2 separate regions of the Culex quinquefasciatus genome follow, and region 1 is linked to region 2. Evidence: chromatin contacts called from public Hi-C data. All regions are on one chromosome and are shown on one strand. Each heading gives the region's core, a stretch centred on a gene start, on an enhancer-like site or on the middle of the called end of the contact. The rest is flanking DNA. Distances are from core to core; before and after follow the strand shown.

Region 1 (4,727 bases), core at 727-3,226, 220 kb before region 2:
CACTGGAACCGCCGAAAGTTTCAACTTTTTGGGGACAACCTGGTTTTATAGAGAAAGGGATAGACATTCAGTTAGATTGATTGAAACTGAAACATTTCATAGAAATAGAAGTAAGAAATCTACTAGAAAAAGGCGTGCATTTCGATAGATGGGCATGCATTTTGGACAGGGTTCAACGAAAGCAAATTACCCTCACAAGCTAAAATGTGGTTGCGCCCTAAACGACGTACTCCCGATCACTTATAACCTTGATGCCGTGCTCTGTGAAAACAAACTTGATCATATCGTCGTAGCTTTTCGCTGGGCTGACCCTTCCCGTGGATTCTTCCTTCGAAGCGGGACTAGCTGCCGGAGCCGCGTCGGAACAGACTTCCGACGCCGGCTTTGTGACTGTTGGTGTGCTGGTGCGATTGTTTTGTGCAAGCGATTTCTTTTCCACCTCTTCACCCACCTTTTCGTCTGCTGTGCGATATGAAACCGTATCGATCGCGGAATCGGGCGTAACGGATGCTGCTGTCGTTGCCTTTGTGGTGATAATCTGAACTGCTCCGCCCGGAGCAGACAAAAATCCGCGCATGTTTTTGGCCGAATTCTTGGCATCGTTTTCGGTGCCACAGCAAAAAACACGGTTCAATGCGTTGCGCGGAAAATCCGTTTCATCCATGGATTCGGAGTTGAGCGTGTTCAGCTGGTTTTGACACTCAATGTAATCTTCGTTATCATTTACAGGTGAAACTGGTGAAATACTCATAACTTCCACGCCAGTATTTGGGGTTAAATTGAACTTACTGTAGTGATCAAGGCACAGACATGTGAAAATGAGATGTTAAATTGAATGGGGTAGTTGTTTCACTTCTCATTCCTTGGCAAGACCAGATGAAATTGAAATCTGTGGCGTTAGAAAAAAAAAATACTTACGTTGCACTCGAGCCGTACAGGAGGTGCTTCTTGATGTACTCTGTAACATAGTCGTCCAGTAAATATTTTACCGACAGTCCTCTGCCCAGCAAACGACGAACAAGGGTCGAGCTCACATCATTTGTCACCCAGTTTGTCACAATAGTTATGTTTCGCTGAAAGACATCAAGTATTACTAATCATCCGAACTAGCTAACCCGTACCACGCCTTCCTTACTCTGTATCTGCTGAGCAAATCCGAGTTGAATATAAACTGCTCAGGGTTGGATCCGGCTCGCGAGATCACCACCAAACCGTGCTGACCGATGATGGCTTCGATGTCTTCGTCCTTCCACAAACCTGGCGTCGCAAACGACTCCAAAAGGTCAGCCCCGCACAGCAGCTTCAGCTGGACGTGCCCGGTCATTTTGTTCAATCCCTCTGGCAACCAGGAAGGAATCTGCTGATCGTTGATGCTGTTGGAATCCTTCAGGACCGAGTTGATGTAGTTCTAAAAAAAGCAAACTCAAAATAAAACTCGCAAGTTCCCTCTTCCCCCTATCTTTTACCTGATGATACTGAAGCGTCAGCCTGGTTCTTGTCCACTCTTCCTGCTGCGTTTCCCAGTCGGAGAGCCGGACCCAGTCCGAGGACTGCAGGCCAATTTTAATCATGGTGCACCGGTGGCTAGCGGACACCAGCCCCTTCTTGCCGTACGAGTCGTGCACCGGGGAAACAATGCCACCGACAACCTCTGCCGTTCCCATCTGGTTAAAATGGTCCCGAGCGATTTCTGGAAGCAAACGATTCTGGTAAGTTGAAGCAATTTTAGAGACATTTTCAGCGATTTTGTTACCAAACATCCGGAAATGCATCGGGGTGCACGGATTGAACGACCCGCATGCAATTAGCATAATTTTTGTCGGCGCCGTCATCCTCATCTGGGTGGCTTACTGTTGAATACTGGAATTCACAGGAATCGGGAGATTTTACTTGAAAAATACCAACTTTGCTACATCAATATTTGAAAATTTTGTTTTGAATCATCCTTTTCATGCATGACGTCCTTGACAAGCAGGGTTGCCAAATCGTCTACGAGTTTGTGCGAAGTATGTAAGAAACATTTGTATGGTTCACTTCGTGTCAGGCTTATATGAAAGCTCACCGAATTAAATCTGTAACAAAAGTGTTTGAAAGCGTATAACACCAACACTAAGCACGAGAGCGAGAAACAGGGGGTGAGCTTTTTGGTATAACAGTTTTTTGTGTGCATAATTAAAGGCGTTTCCGTTCAGTGCGTTGCGCTATAATCAAACAACCCTCTGAGAAATGCAACGCCCTGATTAGTCTGATAGTTGGATAAAATCTGGCTGCGACGGCCGATCGGGACGTTATATTTCTCAGTGGAAATAACTTAAGGGAAATAAAACCTTTCTCATCACATTTTTATTATCGGTGGTTTATGCAACAAGTTGCAAAAAGAAGATTTTTCAGCACGAGTCGTACATTTATCCAACGAGATTTACCGAATTAAATAAATACGACGGGTGCTGAAGAAATCAAATTTTGCCACGTGTTAACCATTTTTTTTACGGTTCCAAAAACCACTTTTCGAATTTTATTATATATGTCAAACATTCATGTGTAAAGTAAATTCACCGTTCGAAACATAAAAATATAGAAAAATTTTACTTTTCGGTACTCTCGGTACTTTCGGTCTCTCTCTCTCTTCTCTCTGTCGCACTCATTCACTACAGTGCTGAGAATTTCAGAGCTGAAAAGTTTTCCATTCATTTTCAGTAGATGAAAGGAGCCGTTTCGTCGCTTGAGAATGACAAGAAAAGTATGTAGTTTCACGACGGAATTGCAAATAAATATTTTTTGAGTTGTTTCACAATTTCAAAGGTGAATTTTTGATTTGTCATTGAGCTAGTTCTATCAGTTTCAATTATTGTTATTTTTATTCAAACTTATAAATTTCAAAGAGCCGCAATATCTTTTCGAAAGTTTAGTGTTCAGTCGTTCAAACCGCACAAATAATATTATAATGTCGGCCTGTGTGGATCAATCGGACCGCGCACTGGACTCACAATCCAGAGGTCACCGGGCAGACGCAAAAATTCTAAGTGTTAATATAGGTATTCGGTGCCCTCTCCCCGTGCCATACCTTCACACTTAGGAGACCCGGGAGGCGGAGTCTTGTCGCAAAAAGAACGATACACGCCTGTGAATCCGTTGACGAAACCGCAGTTTATAATGTCGGCCTGTGTGGATCAATCGGACCGCGCACTGGACTCACAATCCAGAGGTCACCGGGCAGACGCAAAAATTCTAAGTGTTAATATAGGTATTCGGTGCCCTCTCCCCGTGCCATACCTTCACACTTAGGAGACCCGGGAGGCGGAGTCTTGTCGCAAAAAGAACGATACACGCCTGTGAATCCGTTGACGAAACCGCAAGGTTTAAGAGGGCCACATTATAAGGTGTTACGTCGATTCCGTTTTTATATTATAATACCAGTTCACCACACTAACTTTATGGGAAATTCATTCGCAGTTCGAGGTGCACGTTTGTGGAATAATTTGCCGTATAGTTTAAAATCTATAACTTCATTTAGTGAATTCAAGCGTAGGTGTAAAGACCATTTAAAAAAATCAATATGAGTTTTGTTTTGGTTTTTGATTAAGGTGAAGCCGTTGCCGTTTTCGAAGAAAATTAATCATTACTATAAAAAATTGTGTTTTAAATCCAATTTAACGAATTTCAGCACCAAAAGGAATCAGCATGTGCCGGTTGTTGCCTTCTTGAAGCCACTGAAGGAATTTTTAAACTAAATCAATTGTGCTTTAAAATTTATATGATTTTGTGGCACAGTCATTGACGTCCTAGTTGGCAATCATTGATTAATGACGATTTCCATAACTTAACAAGGAATGGGATATTCGTTACCAAAAGGAATCAGCATGTGTAGGGCACTATTCTAAACAACTGGTTGAAGGAATTTTGCCAAAATATTGAAAGCGCCGCAAAATTTATATATTTGATGGAAAAATCATGACAATGATGGAAGTCTTCACGTTAAGCAATGCCTTGTTTTTAATAACTACATACACAGCTTATAATCAGTCTTAAATTTATTACTGAATTCTATTCAAACAAGTAATTTGTCGTATCAACCAAATTTTTTTTTTGAATTTATTTCGTTATTGTTTTTAATTTAGTTGTTAGTTTTTAGTTTTACTGAAACATAAGGTCCTTATCATTTAAGTCAATGTGTACAAAAAAGGTTGTACCTTCGGTATATTTTTTAAAAATGAAATACAAATACAAAATACTAATTTATTTAAGGAAATTGGGCATTTCTCTGAAAATATTGAACCAAAACTGATACTTTTTTATGGAATTTGTTCCGAAAACTGTTCTCTACAATGTGATTGAATCTAAAATGTTTTTAAATGTTATGGTGTAATGTGGCAGAGGATTAAAAAAATATTTTTCGGAACCTATTGGGTAATGAACAGCTTATTAATTAAATAATCCATGTTTTGCTTTGTTTATTGCTCAAATTCTTATGGGCAATGTGTTGCTATTTATTCATAATAAATTGTACAAAGAAAAGATTTATTTTCGGTCGTATCGGGGTTTCCAGCTTGGATTCTGGGGTAATTTCAAAGAAAGCTAGAAATCTGGTAAATTTGGCTCGAATTGTTTTAGTGGAGGTCAAATATAGCTAGTTAGAGTTCTCAAAATATATTCATAAGAAATTTGAGTGATATCAACATGAGTGCACCGATTTTCTGTGACTTTTTTGAAGAAATATCCCATAAAAT
Region 2 (4,787 bases), core at 1,411-3,910:
AGCTTGAACTGGACCATCGGAGCGGAGCGAGAGTCGCCGGCGATTAGGTTTCCAAATTCGCCCACAATGTAGCCGCCGACCTTGACCATGTTCTCGTGACATGCCGGCGCTTGGAGGGCTTCGAAGACGGTCTTGGCGGCGTAACCCTGGACCTCCTCGCGGTTGATGACGATCTGGATGACGCGATACCAAACTTCTTCCGAGACGTAATCTCCGGCGATTCGAATCAGGTTCAAAATGACGTCCACGTACCAAGTGAAATCGGTGGCGTATTTTTCCGCCAGGATGGCCACCTTCAGGACCATTTCCTCGCGGATTGAGTAGTCGGCCGTTTCGAGATAGTTTAGCATTTCCTGGACGATTTCTTCGGCGTTGGTACGATCACACATGGCGTAAAGGAGGTCGACGGCCTGTTGACGCACCGAAACGTCCTTTTCCATCTTCATCGACAGGATGACCACTTCCTGGTGCTTCTTGACTGCCTCGTGGGAGAACTCGGACGTGGCCAGGTGGCACATGGACTCGAGAGCCAGATAGCGTAGATTCGTTTCGCGATTGCTCAAAAACTGACCGAGCTGGTTGCAGGCCCGGACCAGCAGATTGGCCTCGCTGTCGTTGTGAATGATCAAGTTAATGGCCTCGAAGAGTACGGCATTCTTGGCGTTTGAGTGCTGCACTTTTTTGCTCTTCGGTGGTTCCTGCGCCTTGTTCAGGATCGTCTCTAGACACTCGTTCAAGCGGCCACGCACGCCCGGATCTTCCGTCGGTGGATTGTAGTTCTGCAACAAACGGAGCAACTTCACCGACAGCCACGGCGCCGGGACAAAGTAATACGTGTAATCCTGCAGATCGGTGTAGGACGCGGTCACGATACGGGACAGCCGGGAAACGGCCAAACTCACGCAACCCTTGTACTCGTCCGGGTTTTTCTTGACCAGCGCATCGATCAAACTGGTCGCCGCAGTCACCACTCCCATGTGCTGATCGTTGAGCAGATGAATGATCCGGCTGGTCCACTCTCCGCCCGGGATGATGTCCGGACAGGTGCGATACAAACGCAACAGACAAAGCGCCGCCGACTGCTTGACCACGTCCATCGTGTCGCCCGACACCAGCAACTTGGGAATCTCCGTCGAGAACGCCTCGGCCATGTCCCGAGATCCGATGTTGGCGATACACTGCAGGGCCAGGTTCACGTGAATCGGATTGCGCGACTGCAGATCGTTCTTGATGCTTTGAATGATGAGCTTAATCAGGTCACTGTTGGTATTGACCAACACCGAGATGAACAGATAGCCCTGGAATTAAACGGGAAACACTTAGACAATCGATTCCTTTCTTGTTAAGACAACGCGACTCACAATCTGCTTCTCCGAGTACTTGTTCGACGACAGCAGGTTGACGGCCTCCATCTGGCCAAAATCGATGTCGTGTCCAAGCAGAAAGATAAACAGCAGCTTGCACACATACTTTTTCTTCTGGTACCCATCGAGCGTTTTGTCCCCCTTGAACTTGCTCCGGATGTTGGCCAACTCCTTGTTGATGCGCTTGATTTCCGCTTCTTTGCTTTTACCTAACAAAAAATAAGAAATTTGTGCAAAAGTCACTAACGTAAATGTTAAATATACTCACAATTACGAATATCCGAAATGAACACGGCCAAGCCGCGCATTCCATCGCCCCGAACCGGTGCCATCGCGGGAACCGACTTTGTTTTTGTTTTGACTTGCTTGTTTTTTTCCCCCGCTGCTTTCCTAGTATCCGCTTATCGATCCTCTCCCCGACTACTTGGACGACGAGATTGCGAGCTCAAGCGAGAGGAGCAGGTCGTGTCGTGGCTCACTGCGATGCAAAAACACACACAATCTGTGGCGAGAGTCCGCAGCGAGTGTGGTGGAGAAAGAAGAGAGGAAATAATATGAACTTTCGCCTTTTTCGCGACTGCTGCTGCTGCGATTTTGTAGCAGACCTAAGTGATGACTATGCGAAGCTTGCAAACCCCAATCTGCGAGTTGTTATCCCAAGAGATAAGCCATTATTTTCTTACGTGTACGTGCTTTTCAAAAGCCAGACAAGATCAAAGGAATGCAGATAAATGAACCGAGAACGAAAACACTTTGCACCGATGATGTGATAACAGATCAGAACACTTCCCTCCAGCTCAGCAGAACATAGCAGGCTCTTCTTCGTCAATTACTGAACTTTTTCTTCAATGCTAGTGGTGCCTACTATGATGCTGGCCGCGCCGTTGCGTCCGCGGACTAGAGCAATGAATGAATGTGAATAAATACAGACAAGTAGAGAGAGAAAGGGGCGGAGGAGTAGTCGGGTGTTGGGGAAAAGGCGACAAAACGACCGCAGCAGCAAGCAATGAATTTCACTATTCTTCTTCTGAATTTGACGCCCAGAAAAATTTCACTTGCACTCACTCCACCCGACCAAAGCAACCCACTTCCGGGCCGCGTAGTTTGCAGTGCACGCGGAACCGGGTCGGAATAGTACTCACACGGTGGGGGACACCAACAGCGGCAGCGGCAGTTGCAGCAGCAGGTTCAGGTTCCTATTCACGGGACACGGGATTTACGAAATATCGATCGAATTTTTCGCTACTGCTCCGTTCTCGTACGCCGAGAAAGCAAACGTCATCCAACTTCCCTCTGAGAAATCGGGCGCCGCGATTTGGCTGGATGGTTGAATAAAGTAGAGCTGATGTGAGGCTGATCGGGGCGTCAAATTTCTCAGAGGGGTTGAGCGAAGCGGCGGCCGACCAAGGTGCATTGAAGAGAAATAAGGTAAGACAGTTTTCACTTCTCAACTAATATTTATCCAGAATATCCAAAAATCCTGATTTTTATATGAGGATTTTGAGAGATGTAAAATGTTACAGCTTTCAACGGATTATTTGGCAATGCAGAAAAAATCCGGTAAAATTGACCTTTTGAAAAAGTAAGCAAGAAATCTCAAATTGTTGAACTATTAAATCCTTAAATTCTTAAATTCTTAAATTCTTAAATTCTTAAATTCTTAAATTCTTAAATTCTTAAATTCTTAAATTCTTAAATTCTTAAATTCTTAAATTCTTAAATTCTTAAATTCTTAAATTCTTAAATTCTTAAATTCTTAAATTCTTAAATTCTTAAATTCTTAAATTCTTAAATTCTTAAATTCTTAAATTCTTAAATTCTTAAATTCTTAAATTCTTAAATTCTTAAATTCTTAAATTCTTAAATTCTTAAATTCTTAAATTCTTAAATTCTTAAATTCTTAAATTCTTAAATTCTTAAATTCTTAAATTCTTAAATTCTTAAATTCTTAAATTCTTAAATTCTTAAATTCTTAAATTCTTAAATTCTTGCTAAAGTCTGCAACGGCAAATTATCTGCAACCCTGGCCATTTTGAATAAATGCAATATGTTGCAGATAAATTCTGCACATCTGGCATCCCTGCTGGAATGTTGTGACGTCTACGGTCGACCTGCAGAGTAACAAGAAAATCATTTTACGATTTTACGGAAATAGATTCCGAAAGAACTTCACCCAGCTTTCCCGCTGTCCGGCAGCAACAGCATCCAGCATGGAACCGACAAGCAGCACCCTGATTCAGGATTTGCCGCCGGAGGTTTGTTTGTTCGTGCGTGGCGGCGAATTCTCTAAAAGGCGCATTTTTGTTTTTGTTTACAGCTTCAACTTTTGATTTTCGATTATCTGGATTTCAATTCTCGGCTGAATTGCACGCTTGTTTGCCGGAACTGGAACCGGCTAGCGATGAGTGGGGCCTTCCTGAACGAACGGGTTTTGATGAAGCTGGAGGTTGATTGCAAGTGCAATCAGGGCCACGGCCAACCGACGCGGATTAAGACGGTCCGGTATATTGGGAGTGTGCTTTGCAACAGCGATCGCCGGTACCGGGCCTTGACGATTCTGTACATGCACGAGACGCTACCCGGGATCAATTCGTTGCTTGGGATTCTGAGGAAGTTTGAGGACTTGACTTATTTGCATTACGAGCAGCGCCACCGGGTCACGCACATTACGCTGGTGGAACAGATTGTACAGTACTGTCCGCGGCTCAAGAATCTGCATTTGTTTTTGATTTTGGCCCGGTGCAACAAACGGCGCACCTGGGACCAGCTGCCGAACAACCTGGAAGAGGTGACGTTTTCCGGCGTTTGCCTTGGGGACTTTAGCACGCTGGTCCAGCTATTCCGGAACGTGACCAACGTGGCGCTGCGCTGTGCCCGAGTGCGCAGTGACCACCTGGAAGTGCTGGTCAAGTTTATGCCCCGCGTTCAGGTGCTCAAATTCGAGTACATCGAAGTGACCGGCATCCGGCCGTTGCGGCTGCTCAAGAACCTGCGCTGGCTGCGTTCGCTCACGATTGCGCACTCGCTGTTTGCGAAGGAGTTTAGCAAGTGGCCAAAGCTGCCGCCCAGTGTGCGCTCCGTTACGCTGTACCAGTGCGCCCAGGTCAGGCTGAGGGAGCAGCTGCACGAGCGCTGGGGCCACGTCGAAAAGTTCCGGATTGTGGAGCCGTCGGAGAGGTGTAGGTGGATCGCCTTTGGTTGATTTGGGAGGTTTGAGATTGATTTTTTTGGTTCTTTTCAGCCAACTCGTCGGACTACGAAATGCTGTTTGTCGTGATGTGGTTCGTCTCGTAGGAGGTTCGCGAATGGTCGATTTATAATTTGTTAAACCATTCCGAGATTGGTTTCATTATTGATTGAACTCTGATTATTTACTTTTATCATGGACATTGAATGTCCGCTGTTGATTTCCAATAAAGCCGT

Evidence for each region. Hi-C and Micro-C count contacts between places; a contact is called where the count stands out from the background.
Region 1: a Hi-C map of whole body shows a contact between it and region 2, with 2.7 times the contacts expected there. The contact joins the promoter of LOC6048336 here to the promoter of LOC6051686 in region 2. A contact is called at or near these places in 2 of 2 Hi-C or Micro-C datasets (both in whole body).

Annotation. Positions count from the first base shown.
Region 1 is chr2:224,942,660-224,947,386 of VPISU_Cqui_1.0_pri_paternal, reverse strand. LOC6048336 (nicotinamide/nicotinic acid mononucleotide adenylyltransferase 3) reads right to left here and starts at 1,976. Exons shown (of 6, transcript XM_038255009.1): 1 at 1,754-1,976; 2 at 1,467-1,690; 3 at 1,136-1,408; 4 at 919-1,073; 5 at 452-788; 6 at 1-39. The coding sequence starts at 1,838.
Region 2 is chr2:224,721,393-224,726,179 of VPISU_Cqui_1.0_pri_paternal, reverse strand. It overlaps LOC6051686 (AP-2 complex subunit alpha), which reads right to left and starts at 2,660. Exons shown (of 8, transcript XM_038252784.1): 1 at 2,507-2,660; 2 at 1,633-1,866; 3 at 1,362-1,573; 4 at 1-1,298. The coding sequence starts at 1,696. LOC6053052 reads left to right here and starts at 3,453. Exons shown (of 3, transcript XM_038254726.1): 1 at 3,453-3,619; 2 at 3,682-4,547; 3 at 4,606-4,787. The coding sequence starts at 3,575. The coding sequence ends at 4,684.